2 separate regions of the Mus musculus genome follow, and region 1 is linked to region 2. The links are chromatin contacts, called in public promoter capture Hi-C maps. All regions are on one chromosome and are shown on one strand. The core of a region is the stretch at or near the end of the contact, and the rest is flanking DNA. Distances in the headings are between cores, read along the strand shown. Region 1 holds the start of Aox1 (aldehyde oxidase 1). Region 2 holds the start of Sf3b1 (splicing factor 3b, subunit 1).

Region 1 (2,708 bases), core at 77-2,576, 3.0 Mb after region 2:
GGGCCCTGGATCATTAGAAGAAGGAAATGAGATTCCCTGGAACTGGAGTTTCAGAAGACTGTGAATGTTAGGAATTGAATCTGTTAGAAACAAATGCTCTGAGCCACTGAGCCATCTCTAGTTAGTAAGATTTTAGAATGGAGATTATTGGCATCAGGAGAGTAAAAGAATTCTAGCTTTTAATCTGTTCATCTAATCTTTTAATCTCTTCACTATTGCTAAAGCAGAATGCCCCAAACTGGATACTTTATAAAGAAAACAGGTTTGTTCTAGTCCTGGGTCCTGGAAGCTCTTAACCTCTGAGCCATTTCCCCAGATCCTGTCAAACATAAAGTATTTTTCAAAAAAGAAAATGTTTGACAGATATGGAGGCTCACACACACCTTTGATTCCAGCACTCAGGAAGAGGCAGAAGCTGATAGAAGCTGTCAGTTCAAAGCCAGTAAATTCCAAACTAGCCATAGCTTTATAGTGATGCTTACACACACACACACACACACACACACACACACACACACACACACACACACACATACACACACGTTTTCTGTCTACTGGTAAAACACTGTCTGAAATGTGCTTAAGATCCTTGGGAAGCAAGGAGGTGTTAGCCACTTACTGTTAACCACTCCTGGAATTGCTGAGATGTGGTTTCTTCTCCTCTACCTACAAACGGGAAGTTTTCACAATAAAAATGTTGTGTAGTGGTGCATACCTTTAATCTCAGCACTCAAGGGGCAGAGGCAGGTGGAGATCTGTGATTTCGAGGCCAGCCTGGTCTACAAAGAAGAGTTCCAAGACAGCCAGGCTGTTACCCAGAGAAACCCTGTGTGAATGGGTATTGAGGGGTGGGGATGTTGTATTGCATGAATAAAATAACCTAGGGAGATATACTAAGGCCTGGAAAATAATTTGGTCTCATTTGAGACTTGCCAGGTTTTATAAAGTGGATTCTAAAATATAAAGAAAGCCAAAAAGTGAGGTTAAGGGCGCAGGACTCTTGGGAAGTGACTCAGCAGTACAGCCAGGCTGCCTTCCCCCTAAACAAACGAGAGGATTCTGGAAACCACTTCAATAAGCAAGCATTGGCACAGATACTAGAGCAATGACTCAGGACTTCCTGAGGCTGGCCGCCCAGCTACCCCTCTCTCCCATCGATGCCAAAACCCAAAGATTTCAGCTTGTCTCCCACGCTGGCACACTCTGTAGTGTCAGGAGAGTTTTCCCTTTAGGACCTCTGCAGCATTGGCTCTTCCAAAACTTTCTGGGAGGGTGGAGACTTAGAAGCACAGACAAGCCCCGCCCTGTAGCCTCGGGCAATTTATTCTCTGCAAGGACTGGCGCTGCTAGGGACCTGCTAGGGACCTCGGAGTCATGGACCCCATTCAGCTGCTCTTCTACGTGAATGGCCAGAAGGTGAGAGCCCGCGGGTAGGCAGACTCCTGCACCACCCCGGACCCCAGTTCTGGGCCCTATCCCAGCCTGCGCCCTGCTTTCGCTGAAACCTTAGCATGGGGTCTCATTGGGTCCTCAGCATAGGAATCTGCATTATAAAACTCAAAGGAGATCAGATTATTTTTCAGACCTTTCGCATCACGACCAGCGCATGGAAGACTAAGAATTTCAGAATGTCTGAATCCCAGGGCCTCTCCCTTCCGGACGGGGAGCATCCAGACCTTCCCTCCCTTAAAGCCTCCGGCTGATAAGATCTTCCAGCACAATTAAATAAGTAGCCTCAAGTCTCTGCTTGTCTGGGTGAGCAATACCCAGCTTTAACAGGGCCACAGAGGTGCACTGGTTCTAGCTACTCTGTGATTTTTCAACTTGGTGAAGCCAAAGCAAGTTCCTGGCACAGCACAGCTTGCCAGAATCAGGGGCTCCTGCCGAGTGTGGCATTTTGTTTTATTTGTGTGTGTGCCTTGGCTCTGAAGACTTTTATGGCGGCTCCAGGCAAATCCTGTTGCTTGGGGACAGCAAAGCCTCTGGGCATCGTTTAAAGCAGCCGTCTGGGCAGTGGCCCAGCTCATCTGGAGTGTTCTCTGTGTAAACTGATAGCACTTTGAGTGGGGGGTGGAGAGCTGCTGTCCACAATGTCAGTTCCGCCCTTTGGATCCCGCTGTGTTCCCTGTGTCTGGCTAGGGACAGCCAGAGCCCTTGTTCTAGCTGGCACTGGCTGACCAACTGGAAGCCAAGGAAGGTTTAGCGCCAACCAGACCTTTCCTGTGTGAGGACTCTTCGGAGGCTATGAAGTTGAGTCACACTGCTGTAGTTTTGTAATGTGTTTTCTTCCTTGAAGAACAGGGTCTCCCAAATCATAGAAGCCCCCATTTAAAAAAAAAAAAAACCTTTATGAGTCCCTGCTTCATGGCCCTGAAGCGGGATAGATGGATCCTTAAATAGATGAAACCCATTAGCTGTCCCCCCATCTCCCCACAGGACTACCATGAAGGTGAACTAGAATAATGGGTGAAATGGCTGCCCTGTTCCTTCCGTTTCCTTTTGCATAACAGAAAAAGCTGGAGTGTATTCTGTCCTTACTAAACGAACGGAATCCATTGCCGCTCACTGGAGCCTCACTGCCTCTTGGAGGCAGACTCCAAGGCTACTAACAGGCCAACACTACTTATTGCGAAAAGAGCAATCATGAATATCCATTGTGTGTTTTCATGAACATCCTAACAGATACTAAGCTATGTTTAAGCTTATGG
Region 2 (2,700 bases), core at 60-2,559:
ATCTCTTTAGATTCGCATCGGAATTCCCTCCTTACACCCTCCTCTATCCTACCACAGCGACACTCACTGCATGGTACAAGATGTTCCCTCCGGCTCAGACATCCTCCCCTAATTTAAAACTGATTGATCCTTTTTTATCAGCGCCGCGTCACCACCTCCCAAAAATAACTAAGCATAAATTAATGGCTCCGTTACCCAGCTTCTCAGAAAGTACTGGCTTTACTTCTCTGTACACATTCCTTTGATTTTCTAAGAGAATATTCACACATCTGCTTCCACATCAAACTGTCAAATTTCTGACATCCTTAGCTTGTTACCTCTCTCTAACACCGAGACACACACTTAGAAAGGACGGGTTTAGTGACTTAGTGTCAGCGTAAATTTTGGCTTCTTAACCGGGAGCCAAGAAACAGGGATTCTGTCTCTCAGACTCAAATTCCTTCCCGTCTTCTCTGGTTACTTTCCTTATGGAATCTGGTTGCTTCTCAACATGTTTCTAGCTCTGTTTACTCTTGTGCAGCATAAAATAAGCGACTACCCAGAAAACTTTGGCAACTGGTCAAATCTGCCTTTCCTTCTCTCTTCCTCCTGATTCTCCAACACCTAGCTCTCAAAGGGAAAAAGATAGAACACCAGGACACAAGTGATTAAAGGAGTAAACTACCAGATTTTCTGCCGGAATCATTTAGTGCAAGCACCACAACACGATCCAGCCGCCTTGGAGATGCCTGTATCGCGAAGGCTGGGATTGGCAGGCCTGCGCTGAAGCGGCCTCCGTTAGGAGCGGCCCGAAAGCGGCTGCCGTCATTCAGGGCTTTCCAGGTACGAACTGCCGACGATAGCGCCCGGGGGGCGAGAAAGTCGGCCTCCCACGTCCGCCTCCCCGCTCCCTCCCCGGGAGTCCCCCGGGGCAAGCCGCTCGAGCGAGGCTCTCCGGTCAGAACAAGAGAACTCGGAAGCACCAACAGCCAGCGCGGAACAAAGCGCCGGTCCCGGAGTGCGAGAGGACGCCATTACGCGGGCAGCGGCCTGCGCCGACGAGCCGAGCAGGCCTCGCCGCGCGGCCTCGGTCGAGACCAGAGATGCCACGCGAAGACGCAGAAAGCCAGGAGAGAGGGCCGCGGCTGGCTGGCTGCCGAGGTCGCGCGTGGGAAGGGAAAGGCCGCTTACCTTCGTGAGTCTTGGCGATCTTCGCCATTTTGTCCACTCGAACACACAGACGGAACTGGCGCTCCCAAGGACTTCCGCTCGCCGCCGCCAGAAACAGAGGCCGCTCTCTGAGCGTGCGCACCCGGGAGCGCGCGCCGCACTGTAGCACGTACTTCAACTGCCACCTATATGAGACTGCGAGGGGCATTATGGGAGTGGGCGGGGCCAGGGCGGGCTCCCGGCGGCTTCCTTAAAAAGCCAGCGAAACCGCGGGGAAGACTAAACGCGGAAGAGGATGGCTACTTCCCAAGAGGGCTGTAGCCTGTCCGGCCAGTGGTGGGTAACGTGCCGTTAATTCAAGCACTCGGAAGAGAAGAGGCAGTTCGAGGCCAGCCTGGTCTACAAAGAGAGTTCCCGAAGCCAGGGCTGTACAGACAAAGCCTGTCTTTAATAAAACCAAAGGAGCCTGGCAGTGGTGGCGCACCCCTTTAATCCCAGCACTTGGGAGGCAGCGGCAGGCAGATTCTGAGTTCGAGGCCAGCCTGGTCTACAGAGTGAGTTCCAGAACAGCCAAGGCTACACAGAGAAACCCTGTCTCGAAAAAAACAAAAATAAAAAGTAGAGAGAGAGAGAGATTAAATTACACAAAATAGAATTTAGCCAAAGGAACACTGCCTCCAAGACACCCAAAAAATAAACAGTATGCTAGCCAGGCCTGTTAGAAATAAAGTTTATGATGCCTAAGATGTTAATGTTGGTTCACCAGTATTGACCAGCCATTAGATACGGTAGAATACTTCTCTTAACAGGCAGCTCAAGGGAATAGTATAGGGTCACAAGCAATGTTAAGTCCTGATCTACAATAAAGCCCAGTTCTTTTCTTGAGAGAAACATAATTCTGCCAAATGGGTAAGATGACCCCAGGTAACAACTATTTGAAAAAGTACAACACTGGTGCACTTAAAATAATTCTGGCAATAACTGATGCCTAAATGACCAGGCAAATAGGAGTGACCTATTGACCAGATTTTCAGCCTTCTGTCTCTGTTTAAGTTGTACTAAATGTAACCCAGGGTTGGGACCTAAATTACAAATTTGAGGATAACCTCATATTTGGAGAAAATAAGCCTAAGGTGTCTCTAAGTTATCAAAATGTATTCAAGGCTGGCCCTACCGAGCATTAGCCAGAGCCAGCTGTGCCAGACCTTTTTCCTTTATTATCCTCCAAATGTGCAGGATGCTTTCTCACTGGGAAGGCTTATCATTTCTATAACAGATTCAAAGGAGCATTTGCTGCATTTGTGGTAATTGTAGAAGCTAAATACTTCCTGGAGTTCCAGAGTAATGATAAACATCACTAAAAGATCACCCAGAATTGTCTTGTGAATCCTCTTTTATAAAAATAAGATTTTTTCATGCTGGGCGTGGTGGCGCACGCCTTTAATCCCAGCACTCAGGAGGCAGAGGCAGGCGGATTTCTGAGTTCAAGGCCAGCCTGTTCTACAAAGTGAGTTCCACAGGGCTACACAGAGAAACCCTGTCTCAAAAAAC

The links. Promoter capture Hi-C pulls out the DNA fragments that hold promoters and counts their contacts.
Region 1: a promoter capture Hi-C map of embryonic stem cells shows a contact between it and region 2, with 4 times the contacts expected there. The contact joins the promoter of Aox1 here to the promoter of Sf3b1 in region 2. A contact is called at or near these places in 2 of 39 promoter capture datasets (cranial neural crest and embryonic stem cells) and 1 of 9 other capture datasets (pancreatic islet).

The regions. Positions count from the first base shown.
Region 1 is chr1:58,028,643-58,031,350 of GRCm38.p6, forward strand. Aox1 (aldehyde oxidase 1) reads left to right here and starts at 1,327. Exons shown (of 35, transcript NM_009676.2): 1 at 1,327-1,416. The coding sequence starts at 1,375.
Region 2 is chr1:55,026,169-55,028,868 of GRCm38.p6, forward strand. Sf3b1 (splicing factor 3b, subunit 1) reads right to left here and starts at 1,310. Exons shown (of 25, transcript NM_031179.2): 1 at 1,171-1,310. The coding sequence starts at 1,198.